5 separate regions of the Mus musculus genome follow, and all the other regions are linked to region 2. The links are chromatin contacts, called in public Hi-C, HiChIP or PLAC-seq and promoter capture Hi-C maps. All regions are on one chromosome and are shown on one strand. Each heading gives the region's core, a stretch centred on a gene start, on an enhancer-like site or on the middle of the called end of the contact. The rest is flanking DNA. Distances are from core to core; before and after follow the strand shown. Region 1 overlaps Rnft2 (ring finger protein, transmembrane 2). Region 2 holds the start of Lhx5 (LIM homeobox protein 5). Region 3 holds the start of Fbxw8 (F-box and WD-40 domain protein 8). Region 4 holds the start of Tesc (tescalcin). Region 5 holds the start of Rnft2 (ring finger protein, transmembrane 2).

The links. Promoter capture Hi-C pulls out the DNA fragments that hold promoters and counts their contacts. Hi-C and Micro-C count contacts between places; a contact is called where the count stands out from the background. HiChIP or PLAC-seq counts read pairs in DNA pulled down with a chosen protein or histone mark.
Region 1: a contact with region 2 is called in an H3K4me3 HiChIP or PLAC-seq map of embryonic forebrain, with 4 times the contacts expected there. The contact joins the enhancer-like site here to the promoter of Lhx5 in region 2. A contact is called at or near these places in 5 of 39 promoter capture datasets (cranial neural crest, hippocampal neurons, liver and 2 more) and 1 of 115 datasets of contacts at active chromatin or transcription factors (embryonic forebrain).
Region 3: a contact with region 2 is called in a promoter capture Hi-C map of embryonic stem cells, with 3 times the contacts expected there. The contact joins the promoter of Fbxw8 here to the promoter of Lhx5 in region 2. A contact is called at or near these places in 4 of 39 promoter capture datasets (embryonic stem cells, liver and maxillary cranial neural crest), 6 of 484 Hi-C or Micro-C datasets (all in embryonic stem cells) and 2 of 9 other capture datasets (embryonic stem cells and liver).
Region 4: a contact with region 2 is called in a Hi-C map of embryonic stem cells, with 10 times the contacts expected there. The contact joins the promoter of Tesc here to the promoter of Lhx5 in region 2. A contact is called at or near these places in 2 of 39 promoter capture datasets (both in embryonic stem cells), 8 of 484 Hi-C or Micro-C datasets (embryonic stem cells and stem cell-derived epiblast-like cells) and 3 of 115 datasets of contacts at active chromatin or transcription factors (all in embryonic stem cells).
Region 5: a promoter capture Hi-C map of embryonic stem cells shows a contact between it and region 2, with 2.7 times the contacts expected there. The contact joins the promoter of Rnft2 here to the promoter of Lhx5 in region 2. A contact is called at or near these places in 3 of 39 promoter capture datasets (embryonic stem cells, hippocampal neurons and liver) and 1 of 115 datasets of contacts at active chromatin or transcription factors (embryonic stem cells).

Annotation. Positions count from the first base shown.
Region 1 is chr5:118,212,979-118,215,678 of GRCm38.p6, reverse strand. The region is part of intron 7 of Rnft2 (ring finger protein, transmembrane 2); the gene reads left to right. Among named protein-coding and RNA genes, the nearest start is that of Rnft2, 31 kb to the left of the region's middle. Within about 2 kb of position 1,413, at least 159 of the 459 cell types and tissues checked have an H3K27ac peak or open chromatin away from gene starts, as enhancers often do. A contact at or near this core is called in embryonic forebrain and hippocampal neurons, where this site is marked.
Region 2 is chr5:120,430,567-120,433,266 of GRCm38.p6, reverse strand. Lhx5 (LIM homeobox protein 5) reads right to left here and starts at 1,381. Exons shown (of 5, transcript NM_008499.5): 1 at 814-1,381. The coding sequence starts at 986. It overlaps Gm27199 (predicted gene 27199), which reads left to right and starts at 1,500. Exons shown (of 2, transcript NR_166585.1): 1 at 1,500-1,580. It overlaps Gm31976 (a long non-coding RNA gene), which reads left to right and starts at 1,587. Exons shown (of 2, transcript XR_878743.1): 1 at 1,587-2,187.
Region 3 is chr5:118,154,138-118,156,837 of GRCm38.p6, reverse strand. It overlaps Fbxw8 (F-box and WD-40 domain protein 8), which reads left to right and starts at 1,380. Exons shown (of 11, transcript NM_172721.2): 1 at 1,380-1,774. The coding sequence starts at 1,457.
Region 4 is chr5:118,026,428-118,029,127 of GRCm38.p6, reverse strand. Tesc (tescalcin) reads right to left here and starts at 1,385. Exons shown (of 8, transcript NM_021344.4): 1 at 1,141-1,385. The coding sequence starts at 1,198.
Region 5 is chr5:118,243,596-118,246,295 of GRCm38.p6, reverse strand. Rnft2 (ring finger protein, transmembrane 2) reads left to right here and starts at 1,271. Exons shown (of 11, transcript NM_001109902.1): 1 at 1,271-1,324. Spring1 (SREBF pathway regulator in golgi 1) reads right to left here and starts at 1,069. Exons shown (of 5, transcript NM_001081236.1): 1 at 838-1,069. The coding sequence starts at 948.

The DNA of each region.
Region 1 (2,700 bases), core at 164-2,663, 2.2 Mb after region 2:
GCTGGGCGAGGTGGCACACACCTTTAATCCCCAGCACTTGGGAGGCCAAAGCAGATGGATTTCTTAGTTTGAGGCCAGCCTGATCTACAAAGTGAGTTCCAGGACAGCCAGGGCTATACAGAGAAACCCTGTCTCGAAAAACAAAAGAAAAAATTTAGAAATATGTGCAGATTTTAAAGGAAAGACATAATGGAACTCCCATGACACTTTCTGTGGCCATCTATCTCCTTTTCCGTTGTCCACATGTCTGCCTTTTGTACATTTGTCTGTCTCCATTCTCAACAAAGCTATTGATCATGCACGGAGCAAACATGGAATATACCCAGTTTTACTTCCAAGTCAGACTGGAGTTTGACTGTCAACACTACCCAAGCCCATAATTTTTTGCCTTCACCTCTAAAATATTTATCATGCACAGTCTGACAAACACTGGTGTGGTGTAGGGATTGAATAAAAGTTCCAGGTGAGGAGGCAGGGCCCACCCCCTTTGGTGGTGATCATCAACCATAAGCCATCAGATCACAGTCTGTACTACTCAAGAGTGAAAGTAAATCTTGGGCACTGGAAAGATGGCACAGCAGTTAAAAGCCCAGGCTGCTCTTGCAGAGGACCTGGATTTGACTCCCAGCACCCACAAGGCTGTTTACAGCCATCTGTAACTCCAATTCCAGGGCACCCAATACTGTCTTCTGACCTCCGTGGGTACCAAGCACACATATGGTGTGCATACCTAATGCAGACAGAGACACACATGCATACATTCATACACATAAAACCGCATCCTGGAGACTTGGGTCAATGGGAAGGGCTCTCAGTGGTGACTACAATGGTCAGGTTTCTCTGCAGTGGGCTTGGCCCCGTCCTGGAGCTGGGACACCCGGCTGCCTTAAATGCGAAGCCTGCTAAGGACACAGTACAGCCGCAAGTCTGAAACATCGCCTAGACTGTCAGTCACCCAAAGAGCTCCGCACTCCTTGGGCTCCGAGGTCTCTTGGTGCGTGAGTGATGTCATCGTCCTGCGCCGTCCCGCGGGCCAGGGGCACTCCAGATTGCTGGCAAGGAGCCTGTTGTGGGGAGCTGGGGAGGCCACGATGATCTCATCCACCTGGGAGAGGCTGGCAGGCCGCTGACGGCATCGCAGCGCCTGTTGCCAAGCAACGCAGAGCCGGTGGCCCCACCCCAGCTTCCTAGATTCTGGGTTGCTCTCCCCTTCTTTCTCCTGCCAGCGTTCGCTTCTTCTTGCTCCTTCCTCCTCCTCTCTCCTTCTTCCCTCATCTTCCCCTCTTCTCACATCTCACTATATTTCTTAGGCTCTTGTTTTCTAACTAACTCACGGATGTCTTGAAGCACCCCACAGAATTAAGCCCTTGCTTCTCTGCCTCTGATCAGCTGTGGGGACAGCGTGAGAGCACTAAGTTTTCCATGCACAGCCTCTCCTCACCCACCAGGCAGCCCGTCTCCTTTACTGTCCCTTCGCTCTCTGCTCAGATAGTCCTCTAAATGGCTTAGTGTTTGAGTTGTCTAATCTCGTGCATGGATTTGGTCATAACCACCTCCCTCTCAGAGGGGCTCTGGCTGTGCAGTTAGTTCCTGCTTGACATGTGCTAAAGAAGGAGATTATAAAACAGGCCTGGTGTGGTACCTGTAATCCCAGCCCTTGGGAGTCTGCAGCAGGAGGATTATAAACTCCTGGCCAACCTGTTCAGTAGCCTTTTCTATCAGGCCACTGACTAGCTCATTTCTCTCCTGTCTTTGGCCCAGTCTTTTTCCCCATTGTCCTCTCTGCCTCTTTTTTTTTTTTCCTGTGTTCCTCTCAGCAGTCTTTCCAGCTTCTTCTCCCAGAGCTCAGAGGTCAGGTAGGAGCCTCCTCTCTTGGAGGAGTCCCGATGCGCCCCTCCGTCCCTGGCTTTGCCCTTCAGATGGTCGCTGGCGCTGTTTTGTCCTGAGGGTGCTGGCAGCTGAGGCCCCAACATCCCAGCAGCCTGGGAAGTCATTTTCCTAGAAAAACAAGCCTTTATTTTCAGCCCTCTTTGTCAGCTTGAAAAAAAAAAAATGCAAACAGGAAATGGGGCTGAGGAGCCCCTCTGCCCTCAAGACTACAGTATTTTTCATTTATCCCCCCCCCATTAGAGGAGGCTTTGGGGTACATCCAGGCTGTAGATGCAGACAGTGAAGCTATCTACCTGCCTTTGCTGGACCCTTAACTTCCCAGGGGGAACCCCTGGCTCTCTGTACAGTTTTGAAAGAACTGTCATGGGGCCTTCCCCACCATGGCCATTCAGAGAATCAGGTGACCAGAAGGAGGCTTAACTGCAACTGGACCCTTCCAACATTTGCTATGTACTTTGGTGCCCAGGCTCAGGAGGAAACACAAAACCAGCCTTTTCTGTGGGAATTCAAGCTATTAAAAGTATTGCTAGCCGGGCGTGGTGGCGCATGCCTTTAATCCCAGCACTGGGGAGGCAGAGGCAGGTGGATTTCTGAGTTCGAAGCCAGCCTGGTCTACAGAGTGAGTTCTAGACAGCCAGGGCTACACAGAGAAACCCTGTCTCAAAGAGCAAACAAAACAAAACAAAAAGTATTGCTACTGGCTTCCATCGTCTTAACATACCTGCTAAGTCCAGCAATTTTTTTTTCAAGCTGAGAGACTTGGAGCAGGTTCCCTTACCACTCTATGCCTCTGGCACTGACTCTGTATGA
Region 2 (2,700 bases), core at 132-2,631:
AGACTCACAAAGCCAGTCTGGGTGCCGGGTGGAAACGGGCAGAAAGCGCAGCTACCAAAAAAAAAAAAAAAAAAAAAAAAAAAAAAAAAAAAAAAAAAAAAAAAAAACCCACGCGTTTCTAGGCTGCCCCATAGCATTTCTCATTTTGGGAAACTGAGGCCCACAGAGACACTGGGTCCTGGCCTGCCTTGAGGGGCTGTATGGACTTGGGAAGGGAGATCTCAGAACAGATCGGCTGATTTTCACCTTCTACTTCTTCAGTGCCTCTCCAACTAGGAAGAAAATTAATCGGGTGAGGGTGGTGGGGGGCCAGGGGAAGGTTCTCATCGCCCATCTCCAGGAGATCCCTTCTTAGCTAGGGTCCTTTGGAAGTGAGAAGTTCCTGTTTGTCCTCAGATTACCCTCTGGGTTTAGGATTTACTGTGTGGAACAAGAAGCTCCTAGCTGCTCTGAACTCCCGACACATCTTTGGGATCTGGACAGGGGAGTCTTGAGGCTTCTGTCCTGGGGACTCAGGTGTCGGGGGAAGGGGCCCAGAGCAAGTTGCCGAGCTTCCGGGCCTCTGCCATCTGACCGATCTCTGCTGCTGCCTGGCAGACCCAAGGTGAAGCAGCCAAACAGCCTCCTCCTTTCCCTCGACTCAACCTCAGCATCCCACAAGCAGAGGACAGGGCTTGAGGAGGGCAGACTGCCTATCTGCCCACCCCCACCTCCCAAGCTGGGGTGGGTCTCTTGGTCCCTTAATTCCCAAGGAGCCAGAGTAGAGCTCGGGCCAGCCAGTGGTAGGCAGCAGGGCGCGGCGGGGCCTCTTACCTGAAAAAGTCGTTTTTACAGTATAGCTTGCCTTCCCGTGAGAAGCACTTCTCCGAGAGGTTGGTTTTGCACTCGCAGCATTGAACACATTTGATATGCCACGCGCGGTCTAGTACGTTCAGCAGAAAGCGGTCGAGGATGGGCCGCTCACAGCCAGCACAGTGCACCATCATAGCCGCGCGCCCCGGCGGCTCGGGCCGCCTCGTCCTCCTTGGGGCCCCTGGGCCCTTAGGCCCTCTCGGTCCCCGCTGCTGTGGCTCTCAGCCTTCCTAGTCTGTAGGCGAGTCTGTAGGGGCGAGTCCGTTACGGATCAACCAAGACTTCTCGGGGTCAAGTCCTCCGACGCTCTCCGGCCTGGCGCTGCACTGCCCAGAGTGGCGTGGAGGGCGGCAGCGGTCACAGCCTCATGTCACGGGTCGCGACCGGGCGCTCGCTCCAGCTTCGAGCAGGTGTCCTCGGCGGCTGCTGGCTTCGGCACTGGCGAGCGGCTTTCCCGGTTGGCGGAGGCGCCGGCACTTTCCCCCACTTTCAAGCGGTCCCGATCCTCATCTTTGTCTGGCCGCCGCCTAATTCGCGCATCCTTATTCAGATTTGGTGACGTGGTGCGGCACGTAGGGGGCCGGGCGGCCAATGGGCGCGCCGTGGCCATAGCAACCTCTTAAATTTATAGCATATCTAAATTGGCTACAGCGTTGCGGTCAGGGCAGAGCAAAAAAAACAAGACATCAGTATTGCCGAGTATTTGCTAGTACCTGTTCCCAAGCTAAGTAAGTATTTACCTTCTAGTTTGGGTCTGGAGGGGTGGGGGCGCGATGCGAAAACCAGGGTTCTTTTTCTCTCCCATCACAAATAATTTTGGGGGGCAGGGTTCCAAGGCCTAGCCAGGGAGAAACCTCCCACCAGGTTCGCCACCCTCGCAACCTGTAGAAGTTGCCCAGGCAGGGAGTGCGCTGTGGTCCCCCTGCTTCCGAACCCGCCCAGCTCCCTCTTGCTTTAGACTGCGGCTCGCTCGGGCTCTGAGCGTAGGAGCTGGGAGACCCGGCACTTCTCCCTACGGTGGCTTCTTTTGTCACTCACGGGGCTAGGGCCCAGCAGGGCTTTTCTCACCAAGAGACTGAGGGCGGGAAGCTTGGGTACTTCTGTGCCTCCCTCCCCCACCCCTATCCAGGTTGACTCAGGGATGTCACCTCGCCTGGTCTTGGGAATCCCGAAGGTCGTTTCTAAGTGCCTAGCTCACTCGGCACTGGGGGAGGTGTGGCGAAAGGGGTGGTCTACCTCGGATGGGTGTTCCGGCAGGTTGAGAGGAGGCTGAAGCTCACTACATCTGTCTTGGCCACATCGTCCATATTCCAGGTCAGGCTGGCGGGAACCGTGGTGAGTGGGTCGCTCGATAGAGCGAGGGAAGCTGGCCACAGCCGGGCGTCATAGGCACTCCCGGGCCCCCCGAGATGCTCTAAGTCTGGCCCTCTCCTAGAGCCAAAGGCAGCTTCGCAGGTGTGTGGGTACCAGCAGGTGTACTCTGAGGAGGGGCGCGTGGGCCTGGAGGGGAGAAAAGGGATCAGGCCTTGTTTCTGCGAGGCCAACCAGGCCACCGCTTGCTTTGGACGAGGTAGGGCTGGGAGAGTGTTTTGGGATATTTCCTTGCTGCTGGGAAGAACGCTGATGGTGCGGGGCTGGGGCCTAAGGGTTGGAGCCATAGAGGAATTGTGCCAAGACTTGGCTGTGGGTGTTTGTTTGGGCGTATTTACTGAGTTTGTTAGCAAATATCCACTGCTTGAAAACTCTCTATTTATAGTGTGTTCGCGATCAAACCCTGGGACGTGGAGGGATTTTTTTTTATTTTTGTTTCTTTTTCTTTTTTCTTTCTTTTTTTGGCATGTAAAATTT
Region 3 (2,700 bases), core at 131-2,630, 2.3 Mb after region 2:
GGTGGGGACTCGCTGTTGTAGGTACTACCTGGTGACATTCTGAAGTTTTGGGTTGGTGGAAGATAGGAGTCGATGAGGCTAATATAGCAAACGGTTTCTCCTGACAGTCACAAGGGGGCTAGGTTTGACAGTCACAGGGGGGCTAGGTTTGACTGACAGTCACAGGGGAGCTAGGTTTGACACAGAGGCAGGAACAGAATGATTAATAGGGGGCGCTAATGATAGCCCAAGACAAACCATTATTACACTCTAGACTTGCAACATTCCAACCTTCCCACAGTGGCTGCAGTTCTGATGAGCTAAGCAGCCTTGTGGAAGACTCAACGGGAGGTGGGGGTTCCTTCCAGAACATTCCTTCACAGATCCTTTCCTACGGTACCGACTTTGGACCTGTAGTCCTGGAAATCTCTGCTGATTTTCCATAGCTGTTTCCCCGCCCCCCTCCCCACCCCCTGTTTATCAGCTAGTAGCTTAAATGGCATTTCCTCAGAGAGGTCTTCATGACAGCTCTTTTTTTGTTTTTGTTTTTGTTTTTGTTTTTGTTTTGTTTTGTTTTGTTTTTGTTTTTCGAGACAGCGTTTCTCTGTGTAGCCCTGGCTGTCCTGGAACTCACTCCATAGACCAGGCTGGCCTCGAACTCAGAAATCCACCTGCCTCTGCCTCCCGAGTGCTGGGATTAAAGGCGTGCGCCACCACGCCTGGCTTCATGGTGGCCACTAATTGGCTCCTCCCTCTGTCCATCACTTTGTTATCTGACCCGATTTCTTATTTTTCTATATAACCTTTCCTGCGGATTCAGACATTCACATTAAAAAGATCTTTACTGGGAGGCAGAGGTGGGCGGATTTCTGAGTTCGAGGCCAGCCTGGTCTACAGAGTGAGTTCCAGGACAGCCAGGGCTACACAGAGAAACCCTGTCTCGAACCCCCCCCCCCCCCAAAAAAATCTTTACCTCTGTTTTATTGGAATGTTAGTTTTAAGAAGGCAGAGATGGTTAATTGGGTGTGGTGTGTGTAGATCTGAAGGGTAACATCAGGTTGGGCTGGCTCCGCAGAAAAGAATGCTTGCTGCGAAGCCTGGTGACTTGAGAGTTCGATCCCTGAGACCCACTTGGTGGAAGGCAAGAACTGAATCCTCCAATTTGTTCTGTGACCTACACACACACACACACACACACACACGCACGCACTAAATAAATAAATAAATGCAATAAAAACCGCTACATTAAAAAACGCGACCTTTTGCAATATGTATATAGCAGCCATTTAAAGCATGGCTTGCTTGGTACAAAGGTGCCAAAAACAAGGGATGTCGAAGCAGAGGGGCGTGGCTGCCCGGAACCTACAAGACGCGCTCCCGGAAGTCTCCAGGCCGACTACGGACACTTCCGGCGGATGGACAGTCCGTCCCCATTCTGGCAGCCCCTGGGTGCCGCGTCGGCCTGGGCGCGTCAAGCATGGACGACCACAACCTGGAGGAGTTCCGCCGGCACTGGCAGGAGGAGTTGGCGCAGTCACAGGCGCTGAGGCGACGGCGGCGGCTCGAGGCTGGGGAGCGGCGGTCGCCGCGAAGGCCCGAGGCGGGAGCGCGAGGCGAGCCGGCCTCGGGCTACCTGGGGCTGGCGCAGGGGCTGCTGGAGGGCGCGGGCCGACCCCCGGCGCCCAGGCCTGGCCGGGGAGGCGACAGGAAGGATACGTCCAGCCGATCGCGCTCACCCCCAGACCGCGACGCCACGGAGCCCGAGCCGCTGGTGGATCAGCTCATCCGCGACTTGGTGAGTGGCCGGGGACAAGATGTCTCTCCCTGTGGGCCCACCATCTATGGTGGGGAAAGTCGCGGACGCGGGCACAGCGGGAACCCTGAACACCCAGATGTCCCTGGAACGAGTGGTTCTCCTTCAGCAGCTTTGCCTGTAAACATCTTGAGGTGTTGACAGTAGGTGTGTGCGCATTCTTGGGTTTGTAAGAAGGTTGAGGAATGTTCGCAAACATCCAGGACACCCTTCCCCCCCCCCCCCCCCCGGCTAAAAAGAATCCGCCCATAAAGGACTACGTGTGAGTTGGAGAAATACTATTCTAGAAACGTCCCAAACCATGGAAGAAAGGTTGACTTCGGAGAGGAAGGTCAAGAAAAAGCAGAGGACGGAATTAATGTTCTTTTTTTTTTCTCTGTATTTTTTTATTTTCCTAACGTAACGTGTTATCTAAATTAAAAAAATAAACCATAAATCAGAAGAAACGAAAGGACTACGGCGAAGAAGAAACCTTTGGTCAGTATTTTTAGGAGGCTCTTAGCCTTTGGAGGGCATGTGTCCCTCGGAGAATCAGGAACCTCTTTCTCCGGCCTCATTGACCAAGTCGGGAGAATCAAATCAAGACCCCTCCTGACAAGATCCATGGCTCCCAGGTTAAGAGTTAGGTCAGAAGAGAAGGCTTTAATGGTTTCACTCAAACCAGGTTCAAAGAAAATTTCTACAGCCCAGTGGGGGGGATACTTGTCTGTAAGTGAAAGTTGTTTAGAGAAATGATGGGAAAGGGCTGGAGAGATGGCTCAGTAGCTAAGAGCGCAACAGGCTTTTCAGGAGTTGGGTTTCTAGTACCCGTGCCAGGTGGCTTACGACCTCTTGTAACTGTAGTTTAGGATATTTAATGGGTCTGGCTTCCATGGGCACTTGCACACACAATTACTCTCCCTGCAGAC
Region 4 (2,700 bases), core at 136-2,635, 2.4 Mb after region 2:
CTGCTTGTCTCACACACAGTGTGCATACACTCTCGACTTTCACACAGTGCGTGCACACACTCCCGGTTTGCACACAGTGCGCCCACACTCCCGCTCGCACGCGGTTCCCCTTGCACGCCGTGCGCACACTCCAGGCAGCGCACTCACAGTCGACCCTCACCGGGACTGGCTCGATGGCGCGCGCCCTTAGTGGGTCGTGTAAACGACTCTCGCGGATCCGCTGCACACTTCGCATACTGTGTGCGCGGTGTAGACGCTCAGCAGCTGGGGACTTTCTATGACTTCACCGGGCTCTGGGGAGGCGAGTGCCAGCCCAGTCCCCCTCTGGGGGGGTGAGGGGGGCTGACTGGGTGCTCTCAACTCAGCCGCAACCTCCTGCCGCAGGAACCCTGGGGGTGCGCCAGTCTCCCATTCCTCAGAGGAGGCAAACTGAGACGGGAACTGACTGGTCCAAGGTCACACAGTCCTGGCAGAACTCACAACCCGCTCTGTCCCACCACCGAAACAGGTTGAGTCCACGCGCCTGCCCACCCTCGTGCAAGTCCGGGTCCCCTGGTCGCTTCTGAGCCCAGGGTCAAGCGCGGGGCGGACGGGCGCTTCCCCCAGGCGCGCCCCGCCCGGCCTCTGCGGTCCCGGGAGTGCGGGCCAGCCTGGAGGACGCTGGGCTCGGTGCCCGAGCCTGCAGCCGGGGGGTGGGGACGCACGGGGAGGCGGCAGGGTGACCCCCGCCTAAGGTCACCGCGGACCGCGCGGCTCCTCCCGGTCCCGCCACTTCCAAACTTTCCTCCCCGCTCCCCAGCCGCAGACTTGCAGGTGCAGCGCGCGCTCGGCGCTCTCCCGAGCTGCCGGGGCGCCGGCCCTCAAAGCCACGGCTACCTGCCGGGCTCCGCCCTGGTCGGGTGAGGCTTGGGTCAAGTCGCCTCTCGGGCCACCCTTACCCCAGGCCCGAGTCGCTGCCAACCCCTCCCAGCGGCGTCGCCCGCACGGCGGCTGGCGGGAACCCATCAGAAGCAGCCCGAGAACGGGGCACAGAGAGGGCAAGCCACTAGCCCAAGGTCACACAGCACGGTGGCGCGAAGCGGGGGCATGCAGGCGATGGTCCCCGCCAACGAGGGTTCCCGGCCACGGTGTGGTACTCACAGCCGGTCTTGCCCTCGAGCTCCCGCACCTCCTCGGACGCCGAGTGGGCAGCGCCCATGGTGCGCCGCGGGGCCCCGGGCGCCCCACGCAGGCCGGGGACTGCCTGGGCTGCGCTGCGTTGGAGCCGGGTGGGGACGCGGGGACAGCGGCGCGGAGCCGGTTCCGCGTGGGGCTCGAGCGGCCTCTTATAGCGGCGGGAGGCGGAGCGGCGCGGTCCTAGCGCTCGCCCGCTTCCCTCGCGGCCGCGGGGGCGGGAATGGGGGTGGGGGGAGGACACGACGTGGTTCTGCCCCTGCCGCAGCCCCGCGGGATGAGCTTGCGGGCAGCGCGACCCGCATCCCTCCGCCCACTCTGCGGGGTCCAGCGGCGGAGCCTCGGCGCTGGGACAGAGGAGGGCACGCGAGTGTGCCCAGTGTGAAAGATCCCCTCCCCCGCGCCCTGCACCTAGGTGGGCGCCCAGAGGAGCGCGCATCGCAGGTGACAGGCGTGGACTGAGTAGAGAAGGTGAGACCGATGAGTCCCGGGGATCCTGATGAGATAGGAGGTCCTGACTGGCCAGTCCTGCTGCTGGTCTAACCACCATCTCTCCATCTCCAAATAGGGTTGCGGTGAGATGCTCACCGTAGGGCGCAGAGGGAGAAAGGCGCCGGGTTACCATGGAATCCTGTTCAATTGATGAGGAAGGGGCTGGTGCTCCGGGAGGGAAACATTCAACCTCAAGGCTGCCCTGGGAGCCCGCCATGCCCTGCTCTGCTTAGTGACGTCCGGTTTAGCTGCCAAGAGTCTGTTCTGGCTGGAAGTGCTGGGATCCCCACGATCTTTCACCTCGCCAGTCACGGCCGTGGGTGCGCATCCTTGGAACTGGCGTTCTCAGGAGCCCACTCTAGCCAACCCAGGGGTCTCGGCAGAGCCAGAAGAACCGGCCCCACCACTGAAACCCCGATTATCACCCACTCTGAGCCTCCGGGGAGCTGAGTCTGCCCCTGGAGATCCTCCCTGAAGATCCCCCGTCCTCCCTGCAGCTGCCCAGAGTTCACGGAAACTGCTCCCACCCGAGAAGCAAGGGAAGCTTAGCTGTGGGGCATCGCTGCTGAGTAGGCTGGACCGCCTCAGGTCTCCAAGAATTCTAAAAACCCAGACAGATCTCTGTGGGGTGGAGGGCAGGAAAGGGCTCCCCAGGTCCCGGGATGTTGGGGTTTCTAAAATATGCCATGATCTATGTCTTCCTGCAACTAAGTTTTCTGTCTACAGAGGATCTGCATTCTCCAGGCCGGGGAAGACCCCCTCCCCCATCGCCAGCAACCCCAGACACACCCGCACTCCAAGCTGACAGTGCCTTCCCTTGGTGCTCGATCCTTCTACCGAGCCCCCCTCTTCCTCTGGGATCTCTGTGTAGGCCTCCTCGGAGAGGCCTTATCAAGTGTCTATTTTCACCAGGCTGGGGTGTGGTTGCCAAGGAGAGCCCGCCCCTCCCCCCGGGGGGCTGCGAGGAGTCCTCAGGAAAGGGGGCGACAATTTGACTTGTGTATTTGTTCACTCATTTAATGCGTGTTTCTTAAT
Region 5 (2,700 bases), core at 22-2,521, 2.2 Mb after region 2:
GAGGTTGAGAAATTAAAAATAAAAAAATAAAAAATAAAAATCTACCCAACCAAGTTGTGCCCCAAAAGGGAGCCTGTTGGGTCACCCAGGTGAACAGGCACAGAGAGCCCTTGGCCACTTCCTGGTCTAGCCATCTCTACCTCCTGCCCATCAAGAAGCCTGGGGCTGTGCGGAGCAGGGAACGCGACAGAGGAGGGTGCACAGGTCTGAGGACCCCATTCTGCCTGGCCTACCAGCCAGATCCCGCACGGAAGAGGGGCGGTACAAAGACCTGCAGTGGGACGCCTCCCTTAGCGGCCTTCGATTCACAGGAGGACAGGAGGAGGATCACACAATCGGAGGGAGGAGGACTAGAGGGTTGAGGACTAGAGAGCTGAAGGGAGGACCAATGGATGATCCAGGGACTGAAAGGAAGAGGCTCAGAGGCTCAGAGGGAGGACTGAATGGCTGCATATCAGGAGGACTACAAGGTGGAGGACAGGAGAGAGGAGCATCAGAGGACAGAGGATCAAGGGAGGGAGGAACTGTGAGGATCGAGGAGGAGGGGTTGGAAAAGAACAGAGGGTGAGAGGTAAGAAGTTGGAGGGCAGAGGAGAACAGAGGATGGGGAGGCAGAGAATTCGAGGGAGGAGGAGGAGTGGAGGACGGAGGGAGCTAGGGAGGGGAAAGGAGAAGGGCAGAGGACAACGCAACGGAGGGAGAAGGGCTGAAGGAGGATTTTAGATCAGAGGGAGGAGTGCTCAGGAGGAGGATTAGAAGAACGATGGGGAGAAGGACATAGTATTTGAGGGAGGAAGCAGGATCGGAAGGACGGAGGTCCTGAGAGAAGTCGCTTACCTGCTTGAAGGTGCTGCTGAGGAAGTAAACTAGCGAGAGGCCGAAAACCAGGGCGAGCACCCAGCGCTTGCGCAGGAGCCGGCGCCACAGCAGCGCCGCCAGGTTCAGCATCCCGGTAGGGCGCAGGCGCAGAGACGACCCCACGGCATGACCCCTGCAATCCGCTTCCAGCACTGCTTTACCTTCCCGCAGCCAACGCGCCGGCCACGTGATCCGCCGCACGCCCCGCCCCACCTAGTGACGCCAACGCCAGGCCCCTCCATGCCTCCTCGCCATTGGTTCTGCCGGAGCCTCGGCTCTCCATTGGCTGAATGTGACGGCAGGGGCGGACCTTCTCGGACTAGAGGCAGGCCTCCCTGTGCGAGGGTCCTAGCGCCGATCGCGTTCTCGGTGGCACTGCCGGCCGGAAGTCACGTGGCGCCCTGGCCACGCCAGGGATTGGCTAGGCTGGATTAGCAGAGGCCGTGATTGCTGCAGTGTCTGGCAGGTAAATGAAGGCTATGCTCGGCCGCTGCTACCCTGTGACCCCGCGAGCCTGGCGGCAAAGGCGCTTCGCCGTCCGGTCTGGGGACGCCGCTCGCGCCCAAGCGTCCTGTAGGGGACCGTGCAGCCTCCTAGGGAGGACCAGGGTGTGTGGGACGGAGATGGTCCATTCATTCATTCTGTAGCATCCTGTGGGCTCCAGGAGTCAATACGAGCCTACTTGTACCGCCCGTTTGCCACAGAATCGTGGGCATTTAATTTATGACGTTTTCTCAAAGCTTGTAGGTGGAAACTTGGGGATACCGTGTTTTAGTTTCCCCGAGGATAAGGAGTAGTGGGGCCACCCGGAGTATCAAGCCAGATTGCAAATTCTTGAGACATGTTACCTGATGGATGACAGTTTCTTTCTTTATAAAACGGCCTGGTTGAGAGTGTAGCTAGGTGATAGAGGGCTTGCCTGAATATGACGATGATACCAAGGAGTCTTTTCCTAGCTAATTTAATCTTGCAGAAAAGGCAGGCACCTTAGCCTGTGGCTTCCTAGCTAGCTGCAGCCGAGAAGGCTGTGCAGAATTAATTAATTCCGCACCCATTTGTGTTGGCCTGGGCTAAGAGATGGATCTTTCTCTGTAGGGAAAATATGCCGGGAAACTGAGCCTGTTCATGGAAGCATATTCTTTATTTCTTTAAAGATTTTATTTATGTATGTATTTATTTTTTAATTATATGTTAGAGTGGGTTTGCCCATGGGAGTGCAGGTGCCCTCCGAGGTCAGTAGAGGGAGTCAGATCACTTACAGCTGGAGGTACAGGTAGTTGTGAGCCACCCTTGTGGGTGCTGGGAACTGGACTTAGATCTTCTGCAGGAGCAGTAGCCATATGGAGTCTCTCTCCAAGCCTTGCCCTTCTTTCTTGGCTTTCTATTGGTGCGGGAGGTAGGACGAGGTGTGTGCGGATCTGTCGCTGGGGAAAATCAAGGTGATCTAATCTCTACAGAGACGTTGGCCTTCCATCTCTGCAACTCCAAGGTGGACGGGCAGCCCAGACACAGGACCTCTCAAGGGTCATAGTAAACAAACCCACATGTCAATGACTGGTAAGTGCTGTGGGGAGGTAGCCTGTAACCCTCAGCTGGAAAACCATGCCAGGGAAGGAACAGCAGGTACAAAGGCCCGGAGGCAGGAACTCTTAACTTTAAAGTGTCCAGAGGTACCTGGAGTTCTTATGGCCAGAGATAAGTCACAGAATCAAGGTTGTAAACGGGTAATGATAACGTCCAGCACAGCCTGGAGGCCTCCAACGACTCTGATTTTTATTCTGGTTTCACTTAGAAGCCAGTAGAAATTCTAAAATCATTTTTATGGCCCCCCCCCCAGTGTGT